Linked DNA regions of Bicyclus anynana: all the other regions are linked to region 1. The links are chromatin contacts, called in public Hi-C maps. All regions are on one chromosome and are shown on one strand. Each heading gives the region's core, a stretch centred on a gene start, on an enhancer-like site or on the middle of the called end of the contact. The rest is flanking DNA. Distances are from core to core; before and after follow the strand shown. Region 1 has its middle 8.9 kb from the start of LOC112047392. Region 2 overlaps LOC112047339 (four and a half LIM domains protein 2). Region 3 overlaps LOC112047392.

Region 1 (3,360 bases), core at 412-2,911:
CTTCTATCTTAGATTACATCGTCACATAAAACGTGAGATAACAATCAAGGGCTAACTTGTAATACTAATATTATAAAGGGGTTTTGTATGTCTGTCTATTTTTTGTCCGGACTCCGGACTAATCTCTGGAACAACTGAACTGATTTTAACAGAACTTTTACTGCAAGATAAAGATATTAAACTACATTATTATTATAGGCTATTTTATAAACAAGAAACATCAATGGTTCCACTGAATTTTACGCGTACAAAGTCGCGGGCATCCACTACTTTAAAATAAAATGTAAATTTCAGTTTTTTAATCAATATTTTAACGTTTATTCAGTATCTGAACGTTCAATATCTCAATATTGGCCTGACCAAAAAATAAAAAAAAAAACAAATTCTAATTCCGCAACAGTGGTTAAAAAAATACATGTGGTGCCCCCAATGAGGACCTTTCACATTTTATATTTCAGGTTATTTCTTTTTAATTTCTTTTTTATTTATTGAGAAAGAATACAAAGGAACTTATGCCAAGTTACCTATCAAACTATACAAATCTAGAACTTTTTAATACAACTATTGCCATCTAGTAATGAATATAAATTTAGTATTTTAGCTACTCGCCGCCAGATGGTGCTATTTGTTATATTTTAAAAATGACTCAATAGATGGCGCTATACTTTTTACGAGCTATGTGATCTTTTGAGCACTAACTTCTTATAAAAGCATAATAATGGTAATAAGTAAAGTCGAAAACTTAAAGTCACGACTTACTTATGTAGTAAGAAGTTATCAAACGACAACAAGTCTCTCTGTAACCGTACCATAATAGAAACAGTTAATGAAAACGATGCGATGAAACTATGAAGTCACTGCAATGCGCCGCACTATTACGGTAGGCGTCCACATATCCGCATCGTAAGTACACATCGGACGCATGGCATCAAACGGATTTTAGTATTCTTAGTATAGAAAAGGGTTTCTCAAACTTTCGGCTCCACGAACCTCTGTTAAAATTTCCAATTGACAGCGAACCCCTTACTAACGCTTACTAACGAACCTCCTCCTCCTCCCCAAAAAAAAAATATTTTGACTGCTAAAGAAAATAAGGTTTTTATTTGAATAAAAGGTAACACATAAAGTACTAAAAGAAATGTTTTTGTAATATTAATGTGATGGGTGTGCTTCTTTCTTGTCGCAAATGGATTTAATGTTAGGGGGTTCGCGTACCCCACTTTGAGAAACCCTGCTATAGAAAGTCATACAAGTGCGTCCACTGATCCGCATCTTACGGATTTTTCCTACCGAAAAATTAAAAATCCGTTTGATCCGATGCGTCCGATACGTACGATACGGATCAGTGGAAGCCTACTATAATAGAACAGTTAATGAAAACGATGCGATTTGCGTATGAAAGTATGAAGTCCCGCAATGCGCTGCACAGCGTCCACATATCCACATTGTACACATTGGATGTATGGTATCAAACGGATTTAACTATACTTACTATAAAAAGTTATAAAAGTGCGTCCACTGATCCGCATCGTGGGGAACGCATCAAACGGATTTTTTCTACCGTAAAATAAAAAATTCGTTTGTTGAGACGAGTCTGATACATACGATGCGGATCAGTGGACGCCTACCACAATAGAACAGTTAATGAAAACGACGCGATTTGCGTATGAAAGTATGAAGTCACCGCAATGCGCCGCACCATTATCCGCCGAGGTCTATGGTAATGTATCAACACAAGCTGAGGGAGAAAATGACCCACTTCCTCTGTAACCGGATTAATTTCATTCGTAAGGTTTCAATGAATCCGATACGCGACATTAAGCAGCGCTATTATTGGTATGCCTCTATGGTACACTGGTTAGCCTATGTGGTCTTAGAAAACGAGGTCCTGGGTTCAAATTAGTGGTATTAGTACGGTAAGTAACTGCGCAATTTGGACCGTGACGTCTAATTTTTAAAAAGAATATTTGTCATTACCATTACCATTTCCCTCTAACTAATCATGAAGGACTACTTGGAGGAATTATATTTAGAATTTACGTTTTACGGGGATCGAACCACCATTGATGACTCCGACTGCTTAACCGTTGAGCTAAAAGGCTTTTGCTAAGTATATAGGGTTTTTTTTAATATTCACTACTACTACACTACTTTAATATTAACACAATGTGGAGTAAAAAAATAAAGTAAATGGTAGGTAACATCATTCGACATTGCCTATTCCGGCCGATAGAGATCCACTAAACATTATGCGAACTAGCTGCCTCGTTTTGTCGAGTGTAAAATTTACGTAAATTTACGGGGATCGAACCACCGACTCCGTAACTCCGACTGCTTTATCGTTGAGCTACTATGGCTCTTTCTAAGTAAATAGCATTTTTTAATATTCACTCATATCGTATGTTAATATTAACATAATGTGGAATAAAAAATATGAAAAATGGTAGCATCATTGGACATTGTCTATTCCGGCCGATAGAGATCCATTAAACATTATGCGATCTAGCTGCCTCGTTATGTGGAGTATTTCATTCATCATAAGCATCATTAACAGCCGATGGACGTCCGCTGCTAGTGCTAGGACCTGCCTGGCTAGACGTTACCCCTCTGTCAAAACTATATGATCACGTTGTTATACAAACTGGATCTATAGAATCGATGTTTCATTGTGCTAAAATTACACGTGTGCGTATTACGATTTATAATTTACAGTTGTGTAAGGACACAGGACGTATTTATTAGTGTTAAAATTCAATGTGCTAGTTTACCTCGACCTCATCAAAAAAACTACAGACAATTTTGTTAGTGAATTTGAATGCGATTCAAATCCAGAGGTAATTGGTCTGAGCCAACAAATTAACATTATGACTGTTGCTTAAATGAAAATAAATTCATGGCCCTGACACTAAATATGCTTGCGATAACTTTCAAGTTTGCACCCTATTATAGGGTCCCTATAAATGGACCAAGGGCGCTCGAGAATGTCCTATTATTACAGATCTAATGAATTGCCCGTAATTAAAATTTTTAATATAATTTCAACGCTTAATAGTTTCTGTCAGCGAAAGAATCGCGTTGTAAAGTACTCGCCGTATATTATTGAAACAGCGGCAGTTAAGTTGCTTTATTAAAGGTCGTTTGATGTGTAATTACTGCGCAAAATGGAGGTTATCAATGTTTTTTTTTTTAAATAGAACTAACTATAACTTTTTAAATTGAGATTTTTTTTGTAAAAATAACTTTTTACGTCTCAAATAGGTCATCTCTATAGTCTCATCATCTGACTGCATCATCACTTACCATCAGGTGAGATTGTAATCAAGGGCTAACTTGTAAAGAATTAAAAAAAAAAAAAGAAAA
Region 2 (3,384 bases), core at 300-2,799, 160 kb after region 1:
AAGTGACATTTATATTGACATTTTTTATTGACATTTATATTAACATTAATTAATTTGAACTTTGTTTTATTTTTATTGTTTGTAAATTTGTAATTTGTAAATTAATTTGTATGATCTGTTAACTTTTGCACGCCAACTATGGCAGGATATGTGTTAAAATATAATATAAGACCTATGTAAATGTACCATATTCTGGCAAAATAAAATTGATTGATTGATTGATTGATTGATTGATGACTAAAGGAAACATTATCTTGTTTACAGGAAGACCTGCAAGTCATGCGGCTGCGACCGGCTCCAGCACTCCGTGTACCACGAGGAGCTGGGCTCCGTACGCGACCGGCTGGGCCTGCGCGAGACCCGGGGACACATCGCCTACGACAACAGCCCGCCCGGACTCACTGCCAAGCAGGTCAGGGGAGATTGGGTATTTTAGGTATTCCAACTCAAAAATCAAAACCCATGTAATGACCAAGTGCGGAAACGGCCCAGAAGGAAGAAGAAGAACCCATGTAATCATTGTAATGATAGGTATACATTGGAACAAGTTGTTCTCAGGTTGATGAGCACAGGGCAACTTGCAAGCACTGCACTGTGTTTTTCTGTTATAACACACATAACATAAAAGCACAAAAATATAACAGCGGGCATAATAAAAATAGTAAAAAATTACAATGGACAAATCAAAGAAAAAAAAAGAAAGAAAATCATAGGGGTGGCCAGTGCGTTTCCTAATTTTTTTAAAAACTTAATTTTAAACACTGTTCTTCCATTAGTAAAATGTTGTTATTGTTAATTATAAGTATAATTTAGTCAAGCAGGTCAGGAGAGATTGGGTATTTTAGGTACTCAAACTCAAAAATCAAAACCCATTTAATTCATGACAAGTAGACACAGGAACAAGTTGTTTTCAGGTTGATGAGCACATGGCAACTTGCAAGCAAAGTGTTTTTCTGTTAGAAACACAGATAACATAAAATTACAACTAGACCATAAACATCAGGCCATCTGCATGTCTCGGCAACTATTACTATAAAAACACATTAACGAATAAACATATTTCAGTTAAGATCGCTTAACACTTTTGAAAGTCATAAAAACTTACTAAGCATAGACGGTATTTTATAGGTTCATTATATTTTATAGCGTAATTAATAGTTTAATAATGAAGTCTTTCATAATATACCGTAAATAATAAATCAAACTGCAGTGTGCAATTAAATAATAATTAGGTAATTAATTTACTATAATTTAATACACACTTTAAAAGTACATACATACAGTTATGTATTTTGTACTGACCCAGTGTTTTAGATCAGACTAATTCATACACCTAAATCATTGAAACTCCGTACTAAACTTTGCTTATACCGAATGTATTTTAAGCTAAACACCATATAAATTAACGTCTAAATTTCTAAATTTACAGCATATTTCAAAGCATCACTGACTGTAATTAATTTAATCTTTCGCAGACCGAACTATATTGGGCTGCCTTGGCCGAGCGGGCGCCTAACGTAGGTGGCGCCACTGGGCCGGCCGCTTGGCGCGCTTGGAGGACCAGAGCCTTGGCCTACCAGTTGCCCAGGCAGGATCTGTCTCTGACGCAGTGCAATAACATAGATGAGCCTCATAGGAAACAGTTTGAGGACTTCGTAGCCGCCCGTAATGAGATTGCGTTAGATATCGGTATGTTGTACAGCGCCATCTAGCGTACAGTAGTTGAATATACAATTGTCTTATTTCCGCGTAGCGCAGGATAGCGAGCACTATTAGTACGCACCGAGTACCTGGTGTGACACCCAAGACGACCCAAGAAGGTCGCAAGCCTCATAAGGGGTTTGAAGAACATGACCCTTACCCTTACCCGTTAAAAATGTTTTCTTTAAAAGATAACTAAGTCTCGAGGCTCGTACCTGGATTCTCATCTGGGAAGAGATGACCTGCTTGTCTTATTAGTGAGCCAAGTATTTTTTTTTGTTTTTACTAGATATATTACAAATATTTATTTTAAATAGTTTTAAAGTTAGTGACAATATTGACTTTAATATCCATCTCCATACTTAGGTATACCTACAATCTTCATATACTCAAAAACCAAGTTACACAGTAGGTACGGTCCTTTTTGTTAACTTAATATGTATGTTTTAATATCTTAGTTGTATAACTAGAATGAATAATATTAATTAAAATGTTTCTTTAAAATATTGTAAATTTTATTACAGGAAATGCCTGTCAACATCATGGTCCGTCCGTGGAGTGTATAGGATGCAATAAAGCTATTCGTAATGGAAACATTGCTATTCAGGCTCCAAGAATTAGTGAAGAGGTAGGTAATATTGCTTAAATATTGTGCACTAAACTATGAGCGCCATCTATGGATAAATTGAAGCTTTGCTACATGATTATTATTAGGTCTGCACCTTGATACTAGATGGCGTTCACTACAAAAATACGATTTTTAGTTCTGCTACTCGACACTAGATGGCGCTATACTTTTTTTTTTTTTTTTAGGCATTCTATCACCCAGCGTGCTTTACATGCTCCGAATGCGACGAACTCCTGGTGGAGCTTTCTTACTGTGCCTTGGATGGACACCTGTACTGTGTCCGACACTATGGAGAGAGGTTGAAGCCGAGGTGCCACTCCTGTGATGAGGTAAGTTCTAGATAGTTTTCTGAAAACTGTTCAAGTACTGAAAGTTTTACAAAAGTGCTTAACCTCAGCTTATAGTCACTTAGTTTTGAAACACATTGGAAAATACTACCTTTAAGATATTTTTTTATAGCTACATCTACAAGGAGTATGGAGCTTCTATAGTAGAGTAACATAGAGTTGAAAAAACTTTATGTACCTATCTGCGGTAATGGCGTTATCGGAAGGAGAATTTCTGTCTATAATATTTAAATTTTTTTAAGGTTAATGTAGACAATTTCAGACGTCTTTATCACTAAGTTTACGTACAGTTTACATGTATTTTACTAGAAAATACCCGCGGCTTTAATCAGCAGCGCCGCAAATCTGACCCTTTAAATCCCTGTAGCTCCGAAAGTAATGATCGCAGATACTTTGCTTTACTATTAGCATTCTCTTAATTTATATACAATTTAAAAAACTGTCATCATCCCTACCATACTTATCTATGGAAGTATGAACTTTTATAAAAAGAGGAAGATCTAGCCATCGCTGTATTTTAGTACATATTATTCATATTTTTTGGCATCTCATGGTAGACTTGAAGTTTAGTGTCATAACAAATATGTATTATAATTAGGTAGGTAGTTAGGTTACCTACTTATCACATGATTGTCTAAGCGCCAAATAGCGGAATCAACTCCTGACTCATACAACGAGTAATTAATAATACGAGCATGTATTTACCTT
Region 3 (3,551 bases), core at 820-3,319, 180 kb before region 1:
TTGACGACTTACCGTGCTCTCCGAGGCACAGGGATGTCACCCACTAAGTTTTCTAAATCCGGGCTGCTACTGAGAATGTCTTGGAAAAAGAAAACCTCCAAATTTTGACGGCCTCCTTGGCGTAGTGGATTTACAAGACGGAGGTCCTGACCTCAAACCTGGGACCTTAATATGTAAAGCCAAACATGCTTACTACGATGCCGTCAATCGATGTACTTACATAAATAATTTCGTTTTGCATATACATTTTTACATTACATTTCAGCATGGCGCTTGATTACAATATAATTTGTATATAAAATAAATACATAATATAAAAACGTACTATTTAAACTAAGTCCCTTTATCACCCTTATCACATAATCTTAGAGTTCATTTTTGTATGACATTTCTTATAATAAGTTTGGTAGCAACCAATTTATTTATGCAGTTTCCTTACCTTTAACATATATGAAATAAAGTTGTTTTTTCTATAAACAAGGTTTATTTATGTTGGTTTCCACGCAGGTTGTTGGTTGTTTGCACGCGGTTGCCATGACAACTGACAGGTATCTGGAAGTTGGCGTGGTCAAGTGATTTGACCAACGGTCGTTGACTCGTAGTTAAACAGATTTGTTTAGAGGTTAATAACTCAGGTAAATGTAAATCTGATTCTGAAAAAGATTTGCTTTATTTTCAATTAGGAACCAATTTTCAGATTACGAGTATAATATGATTATTTGTTTGTCTATACTAATATTATAAAGCTGAAGAGTTTGTTTGTTTGTTTGATTGAACGCGCCAATCTCAGGAGCTACTGGTCCGATTTGAAAAAATCTTTCAGTGTTAGATAGCCCATTTATCAAGGAAGGCTATAAGCTATATATTATCCCCATATTCCTACGGGAACGGGTGAAACCGCGCGGTGTCAGCTAGTCTTAATATATAAACGTGAAAGGACATCACGAAATCTCGAAAACCGCTTGATGTACAAAGCTGAAATTTGGCAGGGAGGTAGTTTATCGTTATTAGATATCCGCTAAGAACGGATTTTGCGATAGGGCCGGATTAAAGACGTCTAAGGGCAGTCCAAGTCGCGGGCGTCCGCTAGTTAAATTTATGTATAGATAACTTAATATAAAACAATATAATTAAGGGTTGCTTAGACCCTTATTCCCTGTCACCCCAGTGTACAGTACCTCTGCCTTCGATTTAGAGGGCGTAGGTTCGATTCGGGGCATACATCTCCAATTTTCCATATAAGTGCATTTTAAGAAATTACATATCACTTGTCTCAAACTGTGAAGGAAACATATCGTTAGGAACCTACATACCAGAGAATTTTCTCAATATTTTTCATTTTTTTTTTATTCTTTACAAGTTAGCCCTTGACTACAATCTCACCTGATGGTAAGTGATGTTGCAGTCTAAGATGGAAGCGGGCTAACTTGTTAGGAGGAGGATGAAAATCCACACCCCTTTTGGTTTCTACACGGCATCGTACCGGAACGCTAAATCGCTTGGCGGTACGTCTTTGCCGGTAGGGTGGTAACTAGCCACGGCCCAAGCCTCCCACCAGCCAGACCTGAACAAATTAAGAAAATCTCAATCTGCCCAGCCGGGGATCGAACCCAGGACCTCCGTTTTGTAAATCCACCGCGCATACCACTGCGCCACGGAGGCCGTCAATTCTCTAAGTGTGTGAAGTCTGCCAATCCGCATATGGCCAGCGTGGTGGACTAAGGCCTAACCCCTTATTTGAGAGGAGACTCGTACTCAGCCGCAAGCCGAATCTAGGTTGAAATGATACACAGGTAGGTAGTGATCGAATGGGACAAACATAATTCAATTAAAAATGCCTCGTTTTTTGTCTCATCACTACAAAGACAAACAGTTGGCATAATCTTGAAACAGCGCAGAACCTTGTGCGCCAGTTCGAAGTTACATCGTCCATGCGATCACGACCTGTCAGAAACGCAATCTCTGAGCGGCCAGAAATTAGGTATTCTTCATGGATATCGATAGCTTAGCGTTTTATGTTCAGTGGTCTTACAGGTGGATGCTAGCGCGCTGCTCGGCCATTCTCCACTATGACGGTACAACGTCGAAACAAACCATTTCGTTGTTCAGTTTAGCTATTCGACATTAGATGGCGCTGATAAAGTTTCATGAAAATAAAAATACCTTGCAGTATTCAGATGCTTTTTATTTTCCTTAAAATCTACAATGAAAGTAATTAGAACTACGTTATACAATTTTGATTATATATTCTTTAAATTTATGAGTACAAATGTGTCACTTGATGTTTTCAAACTTTTCAACTTTGGACCATTTTACTAGTATTTATTATAAAAGTCAATAATTTAACTTAGATAGTTAAAGTCATTAATTTATGGAGAAAGTAATACTATTTCATGTAACGTACTTATTTAAAATCTATTACAGATTGGACTAGTATTAAAATTAATTTTATATCTTACAAAATATTGACAAGTGTGCAGCACTGTAAAGATATTTCACATAGAATTTGTAATAATTTTTACAGCCGCATTTTTGATATTTTAAAACATATTGGTACGAAAAACGGTAATGAACGTTATTTCTACAGATTAAATAATTATATTAGTGTTTAAAATACATAATGTTGGATGCTTGGAATTAGGAAAACTATTGTTTTTTTAAACTTTTATTTATATACTAGTAACGCCATCTTTTCGTAGATAGGGAAACATACGTTATTCAAAAGATTATTTTTTTTGGTACAAAATCTAAGAGTTGAGTTTTTTATAACGGCTCATCTACACTGGCGGTCATGATGGACGAATACAACCGAGTAAGTAGATGGCAAATTCACATTTGTTTGTCCATGATCGGTTTTTAAAATGAAATTACTGTCACAAATTGGGTGAACAAACAGTTAGGCAATAATGGTCAATCATACCAAATTCTGTGGTCATCTTTTGATGGTCACTAGCGTGACCACACCTAGCAGTTAAGCAGGTTAAGTAGGTATAAGCAAGTAGGTTGAACCAATATTTCAACCAACTTATGTATAGTTATAAAGAAAAGTGTTAAACGAATGAATTTTTGGTTGCTTGAAAAAGATACAAAAGCTTAAGGCTCGAAAACTATATATAATAGTAGGTACGTATTTAATACATTGTACCGTATAAGATCAAGCTAATGTTGAAAATAATAAACTAACATTACTTACTCGTATGTAGAAAGTAAACTAAGTAGGTTTACAACTTTTAATAAATTACACTTGTCAAATTATTTTAATATTATTTTTAAATGCGAGGACAAAGATATTGGCACTACAATGATAACTAAGAAGTTTCAGTATAATATTATATTTTTTTTAACTTACAGTTCGCGCCGCAAAAGTTGGTAACCTGATAATTCAGTTTTACTTTACAAATCCCTGATTTAGATCAACTGAACATAGGGTAAAGTCATCTATATTTTACATTATATAATTTGGCGCCTTCTTCGCCACAGTTTCGGCGCGCTAGTGACATGTCCATAGTAGAAAATCTTTCTGCAAAGCTCAATAATTCAGACTCAGGACT

What was found. Hi-C and Micro-C count contacts between places; a contact is called where the count stands out from the background.
Region 2: a contact with region 1 is called in a Hi-C map of whole larva, with 6 times the contacts expected there. The contact joins two enhancer-like sites.
Region 3: a Hi-C map of whole larva shows a contact between it and region 1, with 7 times the contacts expected there. The contact joins two enhancer-like sites. A contact is called at or near these places in 2 of 2 Hi-C or Micro-C datasets (whole body and whole larva).

What each region holds. Positions count from the first base shown.
Region 1 is chr7:1,623,217-1,626,576 of ilBicAnyn1.1, reverse strand. No RefSeq gene overlaps it. Among protein-coding and RNA genes, the nearest start is that of LOC112047392, 8.9 kb to the left of the region's middle. Within about 2 kb of position 1,661, at least 6 of the 8 cell types and tissues checked have open chromatin away from gene starts, as enhancers often do.
Region 2 is chr7:1,467,971-1,471,354 of ilBicAnyn1.1, reverse strand. It overlaps LOC112047339 (four and a half LIM domains protein 2), which reads left to right. Exons shown (of 12, transcript XM_052882721.1): 3 at 265-412; 4 at 1,476-1,689; 5 at 2,226-2,329; 6 at 2,515-2,658. Among protein-coding and RNA genes, the nearest start is that of LOC128198288, 31 kb to the right of the region's middle. Within about 2 kb of position 1,549, at least 8 of the 8 cell types and tissues checked have open chromatin away from gene starts, as enhancers often do.
Region 3 is chr7:1,807,004-1,810,554 of ilBicAnyn1.1, reverse strand. It overlaps LOC112047392, which reads right to left. Exons shown (of 7, transcript XM_024084505.2): 7 at 2,165-3,551. Among protein-coding and RNA genes, the nearest start is that of LOC112047389, 17 kb to the left of the region's middle. Within about 2 kb of position 2,069, at least 6 of the 8 cell types and tissues checked have open chromatin away from gene starts, as enhancers often do.